Regions from separate parts of the Zea mays genome. Here region 2 is linked to region 1. Evidence: chromatin contacts called from public Hi-C data. All regions are on one chromosome and are shown on one strand. The core of a region is the stretch at or near the end of the contact, and the rest is flanking DNA. Distances in the headings are between cores, read along the strand shown. Region 1 holds the start of LOC100277533. Region 2 holds the start of LOC103639942.

The links. A called contact is a pair of places that touch in the nucleus more often than the background predicts.
Region 2: a contact with region 1 is called in a Hi-C map of tassel, with 4 times the contacts expected there. The contact joins the promoter of LOC103639942 here to the promoter of LOC100277533 in region 1. A contact is called at or near these places in 2 of 25 Hi-C or Micro-C datasets (leaf and tassel).

Annotation. Positions count from the first base shown.
Region 1 is chr9:50,238,911-50,244,548 of Zm-B73-REFERENCE-NAM-5.0, forward strand. LOC100277533 reads right to left here and starts at 2,204. Exons shown (of 6, transcript NM_001349005.1): 1 at 2,035-2,204; 2 at 1,412-1,922.
Region 2 is chr9:50,844,700-50,850,337 of Zm-B73-REFERENCE-NAM-5.0, forward strand. It overlaps LOC103639942, which reads left to right and starts at 2,765. Exons shown (of 1, transcript XM_023301085.1): 1 at 2,765-4,202. The coding sequence starts at 2,765. The coding sequence ends at 3,883. LOC100382400 reads left to right here. Exons shown (of 7, transcript NM_001175145.1): 2 at 214-758; 3 at 859-1,002; 4 at 1,123-1,361; 5 at 1,482-1,600; 6 at 1,687-1,773; 7 at 1,866-2,221. The coding sequence ends at 1,922. LOC118473314 (a long non-coding RNA gene) reads left to right here and starts at 5,046. Exons shown (of 2, transcript XR_004852642.1): 1 at 5,046-5,638.

The DNA of each region.
Region 1 (5,638 bases), core at 954-3,453:
GGTCTACAGTGTAAGAAAGAATAAAAAGACATCGCAAGAGAACACAAGCAGAATAAATTGTAAGTGGTGAATGTGTAGAGCAATGGATAATGCAGCACAGAGACTCTGGGTTGACTTTGCAGACCAATGGTTAGAAGATAAGAAACTTGTTTATTAATAGCAATCATATATTGGTTCGAGTCCATTGGGGAAGACATGCTATCATGCAAGGGATGAAATTGAATTTATGAATAACAAAGTTCAACAGCTCTAGGAAATGTCAGAGTTCCAATATAGAACTGGGGACCATAACTACTTGATAGTGTACTTATTTGTTTCAATAAGACATTCATCATGTGACCTCCTGAACTTGATCACATGGAGTTTACTCATTGCTATTGGCCTAAGTGCTGAGTCCAATGCGGTATATTTAGATTTTAAAAAAAAATACTTACTGACTTCTAATAAGTTAAAATTAGGAAACACTTATGGCAGCTTACTGTTTGCATTTTTTTCTATATCACATGCTTTGCTTATGAATTTTGACCTTCTACAAACTATGCAATATAAGTGATATATAGCACTGACTAATGTATTTCAACAATGTATTTCAACTAAAGTCTATGATAAGAAAGTGGTTAAACAAGGAAAAGTTTGTACCGAGGAATTTCATGGTTAGTAGAAGATGGTAAACCACAACTAATGTGAGTTGCAGAGTTAATACCAAAGCTTTGGAGCGAGAACTCTGCTAAGTTTTTTACTTGTATCACCTCGAGATTGTCACATTTCCTGACCCCTTTTGATCTGGAGTTAATGGTGCCTAGGCGTAAATGAAAAAAAGATTTTGCCTAGTGGTGAAGAAAAGCAAGAAAACATTGGCAAGGCCCAAAGAAGAGGGTTTCAAAGTGATGTGATCTACCAGACTTGGACCAAGTAGAATCACAGGAATAGATGTGTCTCTCCCAGCACTTCTTCAAAGGAGATGAGGCAGTGGTGTAATGCTGGATCTCGAAAGCTGCAGCAGTTTTTTTTTTCTTTTTGTTTCCTTTTCTTGTCATGTAGAGACCTTAGTGTGGGTTTTGTTACGTTGGGTTGATATATACTTTTGCATAACAGGTGATCATTTGGGGTGTTATCTTGTAACCCCATACTCCAAACTGGGATAAGAAGGTTTATGAACTGTTCCCCTTTCCCCCTCTCTTTTATACACAGATACACAGCTCTCCGGTGTATCTCTAAGAAAAAAAAAACAGTACAATGTACTCAATTAGCTCGAAACATATTATGATTAACAATGTTACACTGTGTAACTGGATGAAAGCTTCGAATACGTAATCAAAGGACCAAGTGAATCAAGCGCTTTCGAAAACAAAATATTTCAAAAAGAAACAGTTGTCCTGAAAAATTGTATCAGACAGGCTAGTACAGTTACCGTAGAGACGATTGTAAACCACTCTAGTGGCACTGATGGAACGAACGCACTCCAAAAGAGCTGCAAGAGTGCTGTCCTCCGCACGGATCAGCACGAGTGGGCACCCGAGCAGCTCTAATGACTTCCCAAGGTGGACAAGAGACTGCTTGAGCCACCACCGGGAGCACCTTCCAGGGTAGTACTGCCCGTAGTCTGAGGGGCACCATATGAAGATAGGGAGGACAGAGCCCCCTTTCGCCGCCGCTGCCAAGGCCGGGTTGTCCTGGATCCTGAGGTCTCTCCTGAACCAAACAACAGTCTTCTCCGGTCCAGCCATGCTCAGCAACCAATCCTACTGTTCCCAATCGACCATGACAAGCCCAAGGACGGGGATTACCATGTAACAGAACTTCTCAAACCCACCTCGTCGAACATGGCCCGTGCACATGCACCACCGGAGGAACCAGCACGCAAATTGCAACAGAAGTATGAGTCAAGGACAAAGGATGGATTCGATGGCTGCGCCAGAGATCTGCTGCAAGAAGATAGGAAGGAAAGCCGTCACGACGCTCGGTCCATAAGCGACAATATTCGAGGATCAGGGAGGAGGCGAAGCGGAAGATCCAAGATTGAGGGGCACCAACCGAATCGCAACTTGTGGGTAGGAGAACAGGATCACGAGCTAGGCGGCCACAGCAGCATGGGCGCGGGGCAATCTGGTGAGTAGCGACAAGTGATGGAGTGTGGCGGGTGAGAAAGGGGCTTGAACCAGCGTCCCATAGCGGACAAGCAAATCCGACGCGCATCAACTGGGAAAGAGAGCCTGGTTGCCCATCCCTAGTTGTCAGTTGATCAGTTTGATTGTGGTAAGTTTGGGGATGGAAAGACGATTGCCCGTCCCAAGTTTATGGACAATCTTTTTTTTTTGTCATTTTTATAAGGCGAGTGACACACAACGTACTACGTTGGCGGCTCACGCTCAGCTGTCAATAATGAGTGATTTATGGTGTGTTTGGTTGCGGGACAAATAGGATAGTGATATGGTGTGTTTGGTTGCGGGACAAACAGGACATTGACGTTATTTGGTGTCCTTTTTTGTTTTCTAATTTTATGACATAACTGAAACAATACTGAGATAGTCATGTTACTCTGAACTAAATAATCTTATTAGTGTCTTCTGTGAAAATGATAAATAGTTATTGTCTCCGAGTTCATCCGCTTGATTGTGGCAATGGACATCGGTGGCTCAAGCCGGTGCTATGCGCTGAACTCGGCGTTAGCAAGTTGACCGGTTGCAATTTTCTCTAGTTTTTTGCTTTTGGTAATGGTATATTTGATTAGGTAACCAACTACGGACAAATATTATTTTAATTTATTTCTTCTTTTATTTGAATTACTAGATTGTGATTGGTGACATCTTATATTGTTAATATGACGTCATGTTTTTTTCTTCAAATGTTACTCTCCGTATTTTAGTTTTTTTACTTTTGGTTGGCGGTTTTTTTAGACCAAACATCAATGATTACTAGATCCAGCTTATGGGGAGTTGAGACCTTGGAGATCTCTCTGCGAGGTGCCGCAAAGTTCGTAATATGTCGCCCGACCATTCGCAATAGGGCACTGTGGCACAGATAATTATGATCTTCTCTGCAAGTGAAGGATCGGTGAAACGTTTAGAGACGATGAATGAGAGCCACAAAATTTATTTACTCGAGAGCATCGTGACTTGATCCCAACTTCAACAAAAACACCACGGAAATCACAAAATTGCGTAGTACAGTAATAAACCGGAAAAATCGGAACCAAAACTGAACTAACCGAAATTAACCAAACCGAAGTATTCTTCGGTTACTATTCTTCAAGAACCAAACTATATTTTAGTTTTCGGTTTTTAGTTTGGTTTAAACTGGATTAACCGAAATATTGGTCCATTGGGCTGTCATCCGTGGTTGTGGCCCGTTACAGCATGCTCCCATTGAGTGTTGGCCCATTTCTTTTCTAGCAAAGAGCAATCAACAAACAACTGTTGGTGCCGATCTAGTGAAAGGTAAATGTGCCCTTGGTCATTTCTATAATGTTTTGGTGATTAAATGCCAACACATTACATTAAGACTAACATCATCTTAAATGAGCACAAACACGTAAAGCAAATTGAGCTTGGAAGAGGGCAAAATGCAAATCTATATGGTGTCAAGAGAAAAAGGTAAGCTCTAGACACTTAGTCAATTATTGTGTGCTAATCATTGTCACACCCAGTTTTGGAAGGTAAACCGAATGTGAATCATGTACGTGTCACAATCAGAAATTCACGTACACAGCGATTACATAATTGGACATCATCACACATTACTCAAAATAAAAGCAGAAATAGTACTTTATTACATCAAGATGTCCGAGACATCCACAGAGTCATTAAGTTAACATAGATCAAAGTGCGAACACAAAATGTAGAATGATAAGGCCTTCACAGGCAGCTGACTGGGGGTTGTACACTAAACACAACTACAACTCATCGAAGTCCTGAAACTCCTGAAAGTCCTCCATGTTGCCTTCATCTTCTCCTAAGCACTGATTGCAATGGGGACAAACTAGGGTTTGGTGTTTTTAAGCAAGGGTGCGTACACCTCAACGTACTGAACAAATGTCCCGTTTGGCTAAAGTGGACTAGTTGTATGTGGGGTTAAGCTTAAAGCAATTGTTTTTTGTTGGTCAGGTATTTATTACTAGTAGAAAGCCAAGTTTTAGTAATAAACCCAAATTATTACCCAAAAGTACCCCCTCCAAGAGGAAATACCAGAATTCATAGTTACAATCATCATCATTAAGCATTATCATAAAAGTATCCGAAGGTATTCTAATCAAAGGAGCTCCCAAGGTTGTTCATAACCGTGAGCATGACTGATACACCAGTTTCTAACACTCTGCAGAGGTTGCACACTTTACCCACGAGTCGTGATCCCTTCCCAACCTAGGTTGTACAGACCCGATCTTCACTACCGAGGTGAATGGCTAGGGATTCACTACGTAGCCTTTACAAAGATTCCCTAGAGGTCATAGCCTCCTGTTAGGTTTCTCTAGTTTGATAAACACAGTACCTCTCCCCACATGAAGGGTGACTAACAAAAGCAAAACGAAAGAACCTCGGCACCCAGCTTCGACAGAGCAAGTATTGATGGCACGACGGCGAAGCCAACTACACCTCAAGTTCCTCTAATTAATCAGCTAAGGGTGTCTCATTCCACCCTCATGGTTGTACTATTTTTCTGGGTGGTCATCCAACGCACAGGTCCTTACGGAGAGGTACTCGGGAAACAGCCCGAGCTCCCTAAAGTATCACAAATTCATCATCAATACCAGAATAACATCATCGTATCATAAATATTCTCATCATGTTCATTGATTAAAGTAGAGCAGTAGCATAATACTAATCATAATAACCAATTCCCAAAGGGTAAACAAGGACAGGAAAATAGAATACTAGTCAATCCTTAGGTTGATCATGGTATGCGCGGCAGTGAATTATAAAGTAAGTAGGACATAATGGGCCAGACGACACTTGCCTTCACCAGGTTGCTGCTCAAGGAAGTCTCCTGCAACACACTCGGGAACCACGTACTGTTCATTGTCTACGCAAAGCAATCATTCATTCAACACACTTAGGGAATAACAAAGAACATTACACCAAACATATGCAACAGATCAAAAATAGGTTTAGTAGAAAAGTCCCACGCGTCAGCGGCCCAGGCATCCTCGGTGTGGGACGCGAGTGCAAGCATGCTCTAGAGGGCAGGACCCACGGGTCAGCGGTTTGGAGAGAGAGAGAGGGGAAGAGAACAGGCGCAAGGAGGCTGACTAGCGGGTTCCACGCGTCAGGACTGTCGTCAACCTCGGTCGCGCGCACGGCGCAAGCGCCATGGCCGGGGCTAGCGACCTCACGCGGGAGGAGGAGGGCACAGGGCAGTTGCGGTTGGCCGGGGGGTCTCGGTATGACGACGCGGTGCCGGTGCCGATGATCACCGGTGGCTAATAGATGGAGCAGAGAAAACGGGGGAGAGAGAAAGAGAAGTCCAGCGGAGAAATTCACCTCGGGTGAGGCGTAATCGGCGGCGTATCTTCGTCTGGCGGTGGCGGGTCACGGCCAGGGATGACGGGCGGGCCTAGCCGGGGGCGGACTTGGGCGCAGGGGGTTGGCTGGGGAAGCTCTGGTGAGCTTGAAGAACGGCCGCGCGCAGCTCGGGTGAGTGCGTA
Region 2 (5,638 bases), core at 1,515-4,014, 610 kb after region 1:
TATGCATCGTTAGTATTTGGTCCAAAAAGATGCCAACACAACCGGTGCTGATGTTTTTGGACGGAAATCCCTTTCTGCTGTAGTAAGAGTTATCTCTCTTATTTTTCTCAGATCCTTACAATCATGCTTGCGCACGATTGTGGGGTATGATTCAGTGATTGTGGGGTATGATTCAGTGATTGTGCCTCTCTTTGTGTTTGAGCATGCATGCAGCTAGGCATGGCAAGCGCTCTAGACACACTGTGCGGCCAAGCGTTCGGCGCGAGGCAGTACTATCTCCTGGGCATCTACAAGCAGCGCGCCATGTTCCTCCTGACCCTGGTGAGCGTCCCTCTGTCAGTGGTGTGGTTCTACACCGGCGAGATCCTCCTCCTGTTCGGCCAGGACCCGGACATCGCCGCAGAGGCCGGCACCTACGCCCGGTGGATGATCCCGCTGCTGTTCGCGTACGGCCTGCTGCAGTGCCACGTCCGGTTCCTCCAGACGCAGAACATCGTGGTGCCCGTGATGGCGAGCGCCGGCGCCGCCGCGGCCTGCCACGTCGTCGTCTGCTGGGCGCTGGTGTACGCGCTCGGGATGGGCAGCAAGGGCGCGGCGCTCAGCAACTCCATCTCCTACTGGGTCAACGTGGCCGTGCTGGCCGTGTACGTGAGGGTGTCCAGCGCCTGCAAGGAGACGTGGACGGGCTTCTCCACGGAGGCCTTCCGCGACGCGCTCGGCTTCTTCAGGCTTGCGGTCCCGTCCGCTCTCATGGTCTGGTACGCGTCGTGTCTATTAATGCAGTTTCTGTAGATCGATCGAGCAGCAAGTAATATTATTGTTGTTAAGCAATACATAATAATGGCCGGTTGCGCGCAGCTTGGAGATGTGGTCGTTTGAACTCATTGTGCTCCTCTCGGGCCTTCTTCCCAACCCAAAACTGGAGACCTCCGTGCTGTCGATCAGCCTTAACACTGCTGCGTTCGTGTGGATGATCCCCTTTGGGCTTAGCTCAGCTATCAGGTAATGGACGACGACTTGAGAACCCGGAACCAAGCTCTGACATGAACATCACCTGATAGAAGGTCTGCTTGCTTTGGTGGTGCTGGCTTGCTCTGATCATGGTGGCCTGGCATGGTGCAGCACTCGCGTGTCGAATGAGCTGGGTGCCGGGCGTCCTCGAGCCGCCCGCCTTGCGGTGCGTGTCGTTGTGTTGCTGTCTGTCGCCGAAGGGCTAGGCGTGGGCCTCATCCTGGTGTGCGTGCGCTACGTCTGGGGCCATGCCTACAGCAACGTCGAGGAGGTGGTGACGTACGTGGCCAACATGATGCTGGTCATTGCAGTGTCCAACTTCTTCGATGGTATCCAGTGCGTGCTTTCAGGTACGTGCAGTACAGAGGAGCTATGCTGTGCTTCCTACTACACAACAGCTAGCGGACACCGGAGTTGACGACTCCTCTTCCTTCCTTCCTTGTGATGTCCATGGGATGGATTGTACGTAGGTGTGGCTAGAGGCTGTGGATGGCAGAAGATCGGTGCCTGCATCAACCTTGGCGCCTACTACATCGTCGGCATCCCCTCTGCTTACCTCATAGCGTTCGTCCTGCGTGTCGGTGGGACGGTGCGGCTTCTCCCTGAAACTATTTACCATCCCCCAGTTCTTTGGCATGGCCATTGTTTCTCAGTACTTCGCTGACAAATGAACAGGGACTCTGGTTGGGCATCATATGTGGGCTCATCGTACAGCTCCTTCTGCTCGCGATCATCACTCTCTGCACCAACTGGGATAGCGAGGTAGTACGCCCATTATATTAGTTGGTTTTTGATTGTGGTTGACAACTTCGTACACAAAATCTCTCACTCTGAATCTTTGAATCCATATATAGGCAACGAAGGCAAAGAACAGAGTGTTCAATTCTTCCTCTCCAGCATCCGGAACGTGAACGGATTGGCGGTGAAGTAAACGGCGAGCAAACACGGAAACTATAGGAGTTATGCCTGTAGTTTTGGAAACTTCAGCACCTCTGATCCTCTCCGATTTTCTGGCTCCCACATTAACTCTAATGGTTAGCATTGACACTTGCAGTCTGGATTTTGAAACATAAATGCGTTCCTTGAACAGAGTAGGAAGGGACCAATGGAAAACTTATACAATAGTGTTAGATCGCATGCAACATTGTCCTCCAAAGTGACCTCATCACACAACAAAACGTGGGTAATTCCAAGACCACTTTTTCGGTACAATAAAACTGTGGTCCGAATCCTCACATCGGGCCAAATGGGCCAGCCGCCAGCACAAGCTGTGGTCTAGTTGCTGGCTGGCCTCAAGGCCACCCGGTGCGTGGCAAAGGAGGCGTGCGGTTAGGGGTCTGGGCCAATGCTGTCAACCAATCTCGATACGTTTACAAAATCAACAGTGTGTTATCGTAGACACGTAGACGAAGCAATACGTGTGGATATATATATATATATATATATATATATATATATATATATATATATATATATATATATATATATATCTCTACTAACTATTAAGTTAGCAGTGTAGACCGCCCCCGCCTCCACCCGCACGCCCTTCCGCAAACCCCGCCGTTCGCCCGCTCTTCCTACCACCTCCGCAACCGACAGGACGCCGCTGCGGCGGCACTCGGTCCGGCTGCTGGCGCTCGTCGCCGGGGAGCACCCGCGGGACGCCGTCGCGCCGCTCGTGCCCAGGCTCCTGGCCGCCTCCAGACTTCAAATCCCCACCACCATCGAACCTCCCCAACCCGGCAAATCCTAAATCCAATATAGGCTAACCCTAGCCGCCCATCCGCCCGCCGTGAAGGCGTCGATCAAGTTCCGGGACGACGACCGACCGCTGCTGCGCGCCAAGGTGCCGATTGGCGTGCTAGGGCTGCCCTTCCTCTCGGGCCTCGCGGCGGGGGGAGACGCCAAGGACCTCCGTTTTGACCTCTCCACCGCCTTCCCCTCTGTCCCGGCGCTCCGCCTCTCATACCGCCCCAACGAACCCCTCCAGCCTTTTGCCCTCTCCGTCCGCACGGGGTCCCCTATCCGCGCCCCATTCGCCCTCGCCGCCGAATTCAACCTCACCTCCTCCAACCCGCCCGCCTTCTCGCTCCTCTTCAAGCCCCGGATCGGGGACTTCGCCGTCGCAAGCTCCGTCCACTCCCCGCCGACACCGCCGCCCACATCCACTCCGCCCCCGCTAGCGATCAAGATGGTCGACCTCACCACCAACAGCGACGACCACGACTGCGAAGCACACGGTAACGACCTCTCCTTCGCCGAGAATGTATTCGGGGCGAACGTGGCGGCCGCCACCGGGACGAACGGCGGCGGCGTAGGCGCGCTGCTGTCCGGGATGCGGCTCACGACCAGGAGCGTGCTGCCACTGTGGAGTAAAGCGAGCATGTGGTTCCAGTGGGGGCTGCGCGTGCCGCCGGAGATCAAGGCCACGCTTGCAGACAACGGGTACGGGCGCAAGGCTGGGAGCCTCGCCATCAGCAAGCTGCCGCTGCTGGTGATGAACAAGATCATTATCGAGCACACGCCCAAGGTGCCTTCACAGTCTGAAGCGGACAAGAAGAGGAAGAAAGACACACCACCGGCAGCTGAGGATGAAGAGTTCTCACTCATGAAGAGGCAACTGGATAAGCTGAATGCGGAGAGCACAATGCTGCGTCGTGCAGTCGAGGACTTGAGTGCAGAGATTGGAGCCGGCAAAGGCAATGATCGTAAGCTGCCAACAGCAGTGCCACCTCAACAACATACTTTAGTGTCGAAACCAGATCGTCATTTCCACATAAATGCGAAGGAATTGGTAGACAGTGGGACGAAACCGGCCTCAAATGAAGCAAGTGAGGAGTTGAAGAAGGTGCTTGAGGGCCGACGGAAGTAAGAAGCACCTAGCTAGGGCTTGCTGTTATTGCAAGCCCTACAATATGACATAGCTGCTGACTATTGTGTCAGGTTTTGTGGTTAATAATAATACTTCCTCGCTGGAGAAGATTGCTAAGGGCAGTTTAGCCCCTCGCTGGAGCCTGGAGGCAAGTGAGGTTGCCATTCGCCATAGGTGTGGTAGTAATTTTGCCTCAATTCTATTTTCATTGCTTGTCTTAGGATATCCTGTTCTGTATAAATTTTCATATTTTGATCTAAAATGAATGATGGATTAGCTTTTTCAACAGCCCCCTTCGAAGGATGTGGTATTAATCTCAGTGCAATTTAGGTATGTGCAATTATTTCTTTGAATCAAGTGTTGAGCATTGGTGACGCTCCCAAGTTGCCTATATCTTAAGAAGCGGCTTGGCTGATTATTAAGATATAGACAACTGAAGTGTGAACTCGGAAAATAGGTCTGGAATAACCCCAATAACTCTGAATTGTTTTGAGTATCCTTTCGTAATTCCTATGTTAATTTAGGGCTCAGAGCGACGATCGATGTTGGATTCGGCACAAACATGTACAAGTTGAAACGGTTTCTCCCTTGTCGCTGGCTGCTTCTCTCTTCCACGGCAGGGCAAAACCTTCCCTCTCGTTCTCCCTTGTTGCAACTGTCTCCCTGCGCCGCCTGTTTGTTCCCAGTGTGCTTTGTCGGACTTGGACGCGAATAGGGGTGGATATCGAGCCAGCTCGGCTCGGCTCGACCGAGCTCGAGCTGGCTCGTTAAGGGGACGAGCTGGCTCGGCTCGACTCGTTAAGCAACCGAGCCAGAGAACCAGCTCGGCTCGACTCGTTTGCGAGCTCGAGCTGGCTCGTTTAGCTCGCGAGCCAGAATAAAAAATAGTATACATATATATATACAACAATATAATCAATTGCTAATTAATTTCATACTAATTTAACACTAGAAAAGACTAACAATACTCATAATTTTATATATCACATCATTTAAACCCTAAACTAACATAGTTCATCACTTATTAATTCATCCAATACAAGTATAGGATTTGTTGTACAGATAAATGCTAGCTCATTCGAGCTAACGAGCTGGCTCGAGCTCGTGTCGAGCTGGCTCGTTAACGAACCGAGCTGATATGTTAGCTCAGCTCGTGATAAAATTGAAACGAGCCGAGTCGAGCCGAGCCGAGCTGGCCACGAGTCGAGCGAGCTCACGAGCCACGAGTATTTTGTCCAGCCCTAGACGCGAAGCTGGGCTCTATATGGCCGGAGTCGGGCGGTTCCGACGGCGGACCGCTCATCTCGGGTGGAATCCCTGCAAAACCAGAGCCAATGGTGGAGGTCCTCGCGAGCTCAAGCCAGCAACAACGACCAACTCCATCAACCATTTGTCCCAAGGTCGCCATCGCCAAACGCATCCGCCTGTCTGTTATGTCCTCCAAGCTCGGTGCCGAGAAAAGGAAGCAAAGCCCGGCGCTGCTGTCGTCTAGGGCTAGAAATAAAGCTCGAGCTCGATGAGCTGGCTTGGGCTTGCAGCAGCTCGACTCGGACCGGCTCGACGCTCAGAACGAGCCCGAACCGAGCCTGTTTTTGTGGCTCGTGAAAAGAGCGAGCCAGCTCGGCTCGGCTTGCGAGCTGGCTCGTGGCTCGACTCAACAACAATTTGTTACATAAAATCCTAATTAGCATATAATATTACTACCGAGTAGACAATTAATTTATGTTATTTGAGATTACTATACAAAATTAATCT